Linked DNA regions of Hordeum vulgare: all the other regions are linked to region 2. The links are chromatin contacts, called in public Hi-C maps. All regions are on one chromosome and are shown on one strand. The core of a region is the stretch at or near the end of the contact, and the rest is flanking DNA. Distances in the headings are between cores, read along the strand shown.

Region 1 (2,878 bases), core at 104-2,603, 440 kb after region 2:
ACTCATTTTTTAATACTCATTCAATTTTTTAATACTCATTCAATTAAACATTTATAAAATACTCATTCAATTAAACATTTATCAAATACTTCTTTAACATTTATCAAATACTCATTCCACATTAAGTATTAAAAAATGTTTAATTGTTCAAAATTTACTAAACTCATTAAACAATTTTTAATACTCATTCAATTTTTATTTTATAATTTTCCATATTTTCTAAAATCTATTCAATATTTTACAAATACCTTTTCAACATTTTTACTAATTATTTAACATTTTAAAATAATTATAAAACAGTTTTGATAGTTGTTCAACATTTTTTAAATGTTTTTTTGAAGATTGTTTCTTGTAAAAAATACCTCCTACTATTGGGTGTAGGTAAACCCATGTTTTATGTACTACCTTGTGTATATATAGATACATACTATTTTAAAGTATAAAAAATACAAAAATAAAACAAAAAGAAGAAAAAAAAACAGAAAAGCAGGCAGTGTCCTCCTGCGCGGACGGGCCGGCCCGTCTGGGGCTCCCCGAAGCGAGAGCTTCCCTTTGTTTTGCTCAGAGCGAGACATAGGGGCGCCCGCCCGAGACGCCATGCTGCTTGCAGTGGCAGCTTCTAATCCTTGCATCACCAATACTGCACCGTGCCGAACTGCCAATGAATCGTACAGTTATTTACTAGTCTCGCAGTGGATGCCCGTCCAGCAGTGAGGATCCGTGAGGCCATGTGTATTGTTTTGTTTTGTTTGGTTCCTTCTCTGCGGCAACCGGGGTGAGTTGGCAGATGCAGATCCATGCATGGCAGCGCAGCGCAGCACGTAGTCCTGCCTGCCTCGCCTGTCGTTTGGTGGAAGCAGTGAAGATAGAGGCAGAGGTGCTCCTACTGTACTCGGTTTCTTTCACTTTTCTGTTTGGTGCAGCAACTGCAACGCGTACAGGTACAGTCGGACGGGCAGGTGGCCACATCACATATCATATCGCTGCTGGCGCACTGCTCTGCTCCGCTCAGTTTTGATGAAAGGAGGAGTGATAAAAATTGCAAGTAACAGGGACAGCGGTATCTGCGGGATTCTGTTCGGCAGCTTTTCAAAAATGAAATTTACCCTATGACAAACTAGTAGGCTGGAACCAAAAGATGGAGTACTCAAAAATCTCTCTCCGTATCCTCAAAAAAAAAAAAAAAAAAAATCTCTCCGTGCCGCTGTCACGGTTTGTTGTACCCGGGGGGCAAGCGTGTGACACACATGCATGCATGCATGCATGCGACAGCTGCGCCACGTACTGTTCAACAGTGGGCGCCGCAGCACGGCACGATGACCAGGACGCCAGGAAAAGCCAACGGCGAATACGCCGTGCCGTGCCGTGCCGTGCGTGGTGGGGCTTTCGAGACGCGGCGTGGCCGCATGCACGCCGCGCGGCGGCCTTCTCTTCTCTCGGCGTGCGATTTATCTCTTCCACTACCACCAGTACTACTCTACTTCCTTTGCCTTTGCTGGTCAAGATAAGCCGGGCGGGGATGCTAGTGTACCGTCCATGTCACCAAGAAAACAAAGCTCCATCGTATGCAATTATGTGCCGAATATTTTGTCACGTCTTCACGTCAGCGTCGTCTACTTTGTTGACAAAGAATGGATGGATTCCAGCTGCCAGTGCCGTGTCATCTCGAGTCATTGCTAGGGTTGCTTTGTCACTTTCGTCCAACCGTCCTCGCTTGAACCAAGAAGATTAACCGCAGGACCGGACACCGTGAGCGTGATGTGGCTCGCTCCACAAGAAAAGCACAAAGGCTTCAACGTCTATCTTCTCACCGTCTTTGTCGAACAAGATGGGCTATACAAATTTTGTTTGGACGCCACGGTTTTGTGTTGATTTATCTCCACATTATACCACTCGTTAGGCCAGACCAACGTTTTGTCCAACCACTTCAATAAACTACATTAATGAGCCATTTCATGGTCAAGTCGTATAACACCCAATCCAATCCAATAGCTCAAACAAGCTACTACTCCATCCGTATGATGGCCTCTATCTCCCTAGCTAGCTACTGGACGTCTCCATCCCGTCAACTTCAACAAATTCAGCTGAAAAGAACGGACGCACTAATCACATTCAGGAAAGCATGGCAGGTTGGCATCAAATGACACCACCACGATTATAGCTTGACGTGCACTGCGCCTGGCTGCGAGCAACTAAAATAGACTCGCCTACAGAAAAATGACGGGACACGCATATGGACCACCCGTAATTTGGATGCGTCCCCATTTTCCTGTCCACTTGCTACGAGATGGATTGACGTTGTTTCCAGGTTCGACTAGGCATGTGTTAAGTTTGGTTTAGTTGAGAGGTTTAGGTCGGTAGTAGTTGCCGCGCGTGTGTGAAATTTCAAGTGTGGACAGGAGAAAGAGATGGATTGGTACCCGCCGGGAAAGATTTCTCGTCACATCGTTGCCAGTGCCCGTCGCTACCGCTACAACATCTACAGTTTTTCTTTTTTGCGGAGTTCTTTCTACTCCTTTCGTTATCATCATTACTATACGTATGCGTTTATTAGTCCTCTTCTGGGTCAAAATTTGATTATATTGCCTAACAAAATGTTAATGCATGTCATCAAAAGTTAAATTGTTGAATTCGTATTTGAATGGAGTTTTCAATGATAATATTTGCCTATGTATAACTTATATTTTGTTAGTTAAAATCACTGTCAAAATATAACCCACAATAAGAGGGGACTAGTAAACATGAAAAAAGATAGTAATTAAGTAGATAGTAGTAACTTAGCATGGATAGAGGCATAGAGCTCTCACAACGGAGAGCAAAACTTGGTTATCAAGCCTTTATTTACAACGGTTACTACCAATGAAGAAAATGGCGAGCT
Region 2 (2,700 bases), core at 142-2,641:
CCTTTGGCAGTACTGTTGGTGCTCCTCGTTAAGTAATTGGCTGGGAGAGTCTTGGGCTTGTTGTTCCTTTTCTTTGGTTGCTCCTACTGTAGTGGTGGTGTGTGTGCTTGTACTGCCACTGTACCTCATTGTATCCTGATTCTATCATTTGGTTAAGATGCCCGTCGTACTTCACTAAAAAAAAAAATCTGACACAGAGTTAGAAGGATCAAGGTGCTGAGCAGGGAGGCTTCAGATGGGATGTGTGTCTTGAATTTGGTCTCTGGAAAATGAATTTGCTGGATTGATAACGTGCACTACATGGACAACCCACTTGAGGTATTTTGCAGGAAGAGGTATACATACATAAAGTTTGTACAAACGATAAGAGAAAAAAAAAAAAGAATTGAGCGTAGCTCAGATGGTTCCTTGTGGTGGAACCAGCCCACCCAGGTTCAAATTCTAGACTTGGCTCGGGTGCTCACATTTTCCTGGATTTATTCCAAGAATTCCGACGATGTTCGTTCAGTGGGAGACACGTTTGTGGTGACTTTGTCAATCTCAAGATGTGATATCTCGGTCTCCGAGAGATGCTCATAGGGATAGGGCATGGGTGCATATGTTCATAGGGGTGAGTGTAGTGTTTGTGATTTGTACTGTGTTTCTAGAAGAAAAAAGGGTAAGGGAAAAGATGTACCTGCTGAGACTCACAACCTCAATGCCTTTAGCTACTGCAGCTCTGCATATAGCAGAACCGACAAATCCACTTCCTCCCAAGACTACAATCTGCAAGCATTTGGAAGTATTTCAGGAAATCCAATCTTATTGGAGAAACATACATCAAGTAGTCAAGTTCATGCCTTCTCTGTTTTCACGTCGGCTACGACATCGATTGGCGTAGAAGAGTAATCTTCTCTCACACCGGGGGCAGCAAACCTGCACTTGGTTCGCAGCCTGCGTAATAATAAGGGACAATCGTGTCAATGCAAAGTAAGACGAAATACCCGTTCATTATTACACGCATAATTTTGCAGTGATCACTCGGTCGACGAGAGCAGAAACCAGGTGAGAAAGGGAGGGAGACGGGGAGAGAAACCTAGAGAAGTGAGCCACGGAGGAGGCGGCAGGAGACGTGCGGAGCGTCGCTGCCGCTGCTGATACGGGCGCGCACCGACGAGGCGGAAGGGACGGATTCGCCGGCGCCGGTGGCCGGACGAGCAGTGTCGAGGGGGACATGGGCCCGGTCGCGGGATCCGCGCGGGGTGGGGGACGCTTTCTCTCTTTCCGCTTCTTCTCTTGCCCCCGCGTCGGCGAAGGGTGGCGACGGGAACGGCTGGGCGGGGAGTGGGCGAACGGCGTGGGGCGTGGGGCGTGTGTCTCGTTTCGTTTCCGGTGGCTGTGGCTCGCTTCGCTCCGCTTGTTTTTCCTGTGGCTCTGGCCTGGTGTGGTCTAACGTGGTGTGAGTAGCATGTGACACGCGCGCAGTCGACATGAACACCGGCCCCAGTCGTCGGATCATCAAATCGCCGCTGAGGCCAACTCTAGCTCGTGATCCATCCTGTTCCTCGCGTCCGTTTGGGACAAAACACATACGTTCATACGGTTCAGAGCGCGCGGAAACGAACCTTTGTCCCTTTTTTATCCGTTTTTGATCCATTTCCTATTTAAACTTGGTTTGGTTTTGAGATGAAACGAACGCTGCGCGCACGGGCTGGACGCGCGCTTGTCCTTCCATGGCCCGCCCGTCGGTGGCACAAAGCAGCACAGTTTTCCCATCCCCACGCCCCGTTACATTTCATTTTCTCTCAAAACCCTCCCACGCCCCGCCACCCCCTCCGTACGCCATCCTCCCGTCATGGCTGATTGTTGAAAATATGAGCAATTTATCATAGGACTTTATTAACAAAAAAAGTAGATAAAACATGACTACCATGATAGAGATGAAACAAGACAGATAATATAAAGATGAGACAAGAAAAGACATGTGCACATATGATCTAGAAGAGAAAATATATAGAGTCGTTCTATATACACAAGAAGGCATCTAAAAAGATGAGCAGAAACGGAACATAACTAGAAGAGAAACTAGAGCAAGAAGTTGCGACAGGAACTCAAGCAAAAGGAACAAGAGCACGTACTGAGTTGCAGCAGCAGTAGGGTTGGTGTTGGCGTTGTTAGTGGCCATGTTACCGAGGAGGTGGTCGACGTCGGGGAAGAAGTCGTCGTCCGGGAAGTGGTCGTCGATTTTCGTGATGAAAGCCAATAGTCGCGCTGAGCGCTCCCCAAAAACCTTATCACCCTTCTCCCGTACAGGAGTCGAAGAGACGGAGTTTCGGAGGCCTACTGTCCCGACGTACGATGCACGTCGCAAGTCGGGATGGGGAAGAACGTAGCAGCAGCACAAAGAATGGAACCGGTGGCGAGAGGAAGTTCGGATGCGTATATTTGGAGAGGAGCGAGAGGCCAGCGACGGGAGCCGAAGGAGACGAAACGAACAGACAGTTCATGTTCAGTTTCCACTACAACAAAAACGTCCGGCTTCCGAGTTTTCGTATACCAGTCGTGCGCGGCAAAAATTTAGTTCGGCTCGGCTCATTCCCGCAACCGGCGGCGCGTCGTGACGAGGCGAGGCGGGCGGCGGAGGAGGAGCGCGCGTGTATGCCTCTCTTGTTCTCAAGCTCATACATGTGTCGAAACATCCTTCCTTGTAAGGAGGTCCAA
Region 3 (2,783 bases), core at 35-2,534, 270 kb after region 2:
CCCGGACCCAAAGAATCGGTCCCTAGTTCACTATGCTGCTACATCACTCCATCGATCTCCTACGGTCATCTCGCCTCCTCGGCTCCTAAAAAAATCTTGCCTCCTCCGCTCCTCCCCCAAATTCTCCAATCCTGGAGAATAGCGTCGTCGCTTCCGTTCACTTCCAATTTCGAGATGGTGCTCCCGTGCATCCATTAATGGAGACCGATGGTGCTATTCCCTTCTCCAATCACCTCTCATAGCATCCTCAGTGTTCCCCATCAATAGACGTTTGAGGCATCACCACATCAGAGATGGTACGTCTCCCTCCTTAGCCTAATCAAGTACTCTTTTCATTCGCTGTTAAACAACCCGCCCCTCCTCTTCTGATTGCTCCACCCGACATCTTCAAGTCTTCTCTTCCTAGTTCCTACTCTTTTGTTGGCCTGTTCTTCGAACCTTCATTGGATCCAGGGAAACACCATCGACAATTGGACATCAAGCCATATGCCCATATCCAAATGCTTTTGTTCCATGTATTAACAGTTTTTCTGCAATTATTTGGTGATATGTGTTCTAACAAATGTTTATCTGTGAGAAAAGAAAGTAAAAAAATAAATAAATGGTTCAAGTTGCTATCAGTTTTGACAATGTTTTCATACTTAGAAGAGCAAGATTTGTGCAACTTAAAAGAACGCTTTTTTGTAGAACTATATTATTTCCATACTATTATGATGTAGTTCTTTCGACCATCAATCTATGCTATGTACATAATTGCTTTCAAAATATAATATACTCTTAATTTTTATTTGTATACAAGGACCTCATTTTGTCGTCTCGCCCCAGGGCCCCGAATATGTATGGACCGGCCCTGGACATCATCACGTGCACGCGCAACTACTCAATAATATGATGAAGCATATGTGAATGGAAACTAAAGAGTCGATGATTGATTATGCACTTCAATTTTTTTTATGTAAACGCTATTTATGTCCGGTACTAACATTTTTACGTACGACAATGATTTATGCGATCCACGTGTATGGTTTTGCATATATGAGAATTCGAATATGAGATATATAAATGTTAAAAGTAAAATATAAAGATGTGTGAATGCATCAACAAGCATGTCTGTAGACGTCCATGTGTCAGATTTGACGAGTCGGGTTGTATTCCCTCTATATCTAAATAATTATAGTAGGAAAGAACTAATACATTTATTTTGGTACAGATAGATGCTATGACCGGCTCTTCGGCGCTGGGTCGGTGGTGGGTACGCCGTACGCGTGAGAAACCGCGTCAGCGGGCTAGAAGCGCAACGGAAGCAATCAAATCGCAGTTCGTACTTACTCCGCGTCGCCATCCGCATCCGCATCCGCTTTCCGTTTCTTCCATTCAACCTCCACCCACCCAAGCCCCACAAAATAAAAGCGCCTCAACGAGGAACCTCGCCCGTTCCTCCAATCTCCTCCTCGCCGCCGCTCTCAAATTCATACCTCGCTCATCCCGCCGCAGGTATGCTCCAGTGCTCTAGAGCCTCTCCCGTGATTGGGGAAATATTTTCCTTGGTCTTGGGGGGAATTTCTTTGCGCGATAGCAGGAAGATTGATTGAGTTATTAGGAGATCTTGCCTAGTCCGTCGGAGATAACGGTTCTTTCGCGATGTATCCTTCTATGCAAACTCGATGAGGTCCCTGCCGCCACCCCCCCCCCCCCCCCCCCCCCCCCCCCGGTACCACTCGCGCTTGCTCCCGATCTGGGAATGTCGGCGGAGCTTAGGTAGCGTGTTTAGTTGCTCTATGTGCAAATTTTGATGTTTGCCGGTGATTAGAGTCCGAATTTGTATAGTTGGGATTCGGCCACAATCAATGCTCAAACGCGGAGTCAACGATTTGCTTTGTGTGTGTGGGATTGGACATCCTGAGGTGCTAGTCGCGACTGGAAAAGGCATCTTTAATCGGAAGCCAACTTTGTCATAGCGTGCCACATATTTTTTGCCAACTTTTCTAAGCTTGCGTGCACAAAATCTTGGCCACAATTGGGCTTGGCTAAGAGAATCTTGCTGCATCTTGAAGTGCGGCGAAGCATAGCTGGGAACCAAACAGCCACTAGGATTCTGTGTGGGAGCAATAGGTAGGTATGATCCATTGTGTCATGTGGATACAGTTGACTAGGCTAGCTCCCTTCGACCTGCCAAAATAATTCTCTTAGATTTTTGAAACATATGGCTTCACTGGCTTTGGAAGAGATAGCACATAAGTTAGTTCAAAACTCTGATTGAAGAGATATTGCAATGTGCCAATGTCCATGAGACTAACCACCCAATTCTCTGCTCTATAATCATGACTCTCCTAGTCTACTTATACCATGGGAGTGCTTGTTTTACGCTCAACATCCATTTCCATATTGCACACATCATTAGATATTAATCATGGGAGTACTTGTTTTAAGCTCAACATCTATTTCCATATTGCACACGTATCATCAGATATTAATTATATATGCGCAATCATTGGTTCAAGCATACAGATCCAATTTCAGTAGAAGTGGGCACGTAGTTATATTTATACCATATATTGTTATAACCTATATGGGATCCTTGGGAATATTTCATTGAGTTTGTTAAAAGTTAATGCATATTAAGCGTGCCATATGCAAACCTGGTTACATTAAAGAATGATTACGCAAATATTATACACCGATAAACAAGTAGTAGATGTTAGTGTGTGCGCATTTTACAGCTAAGTCAGTTATTAGAGGCTTCCCTCTTGCGGTCATGTTCCCCTCGATTGCTGTTTTTTTTT

What was found. Hi-C and Micro-C count contacts between places; a contact is called where the count stands out from the background.
Region 1: a Hi-C map of seedling shows a contact between it and region 2, with 3 times the contacts expected there. The contact joins the enhancer-like site here to the promoter of LOC123426607 in region 2. A contact is called at or near these places in 2 of 6 Hi-C or Micro-C datasets (leaf and seedling).
Region 3: a Hi-C map of seedling shows a contact between it and region 2, with 5 times the contacts expected there. The contact joins the promoter of LOC123426605 here to the promoter of LOC123426607 in region 2. A contact is called at or near these places in 5 of 6 Hi-C or Micro-C datasets (leaf, seedling and an unstated tissue) and 1 of 1 datasets of contacts at active chromatin or transcription factors (embryo).

Annotation. Positions count from the first base shown.
Region 1 is chr2H:451,292,171-451,295,048 of MorexV3_pseudomolecules_assembly, reverse strand. No RefSeq gene overlaps it. Among protein-coding and RNA genes, the nearest start is that of LOC123430236, 140 kb to the left of the region's middle. Within about 2 kb of position 1,353, at least 3 of the 3 cell types and tissues checked have open chromatin away from gene starts, as enhancers often do. A contact at or near this core is called in leaf and seedling, where this site is marked.
Region 2 is chr2H:451,732,696-451,735,395 of MorexV3_pseudomolecules_assembly, reverse strand. It overlaps LOC123426607, which reads right to left and starts at 1,391. Exons shown (of 7, transcript XM_045110476.1): 1 at 1,076-1,391; 2 at 840-933; 3 at 677-765. The coding sequence starts at 1,215.
Region 3 is chr2H:451,467,427-451,470,209 of MorexV3_pseudomolecules_assembly, reverse strand. LOC123426605 (OVARIAN TUMOR DOMAIN-containing deubiquitinating enzyme 12) reads left to right here and starts at 1,284. Exons shown (of 10, transcript XM_045110467.1): 1 at 1,284-1,494. It also overlaps the pseudogene LOC123426604.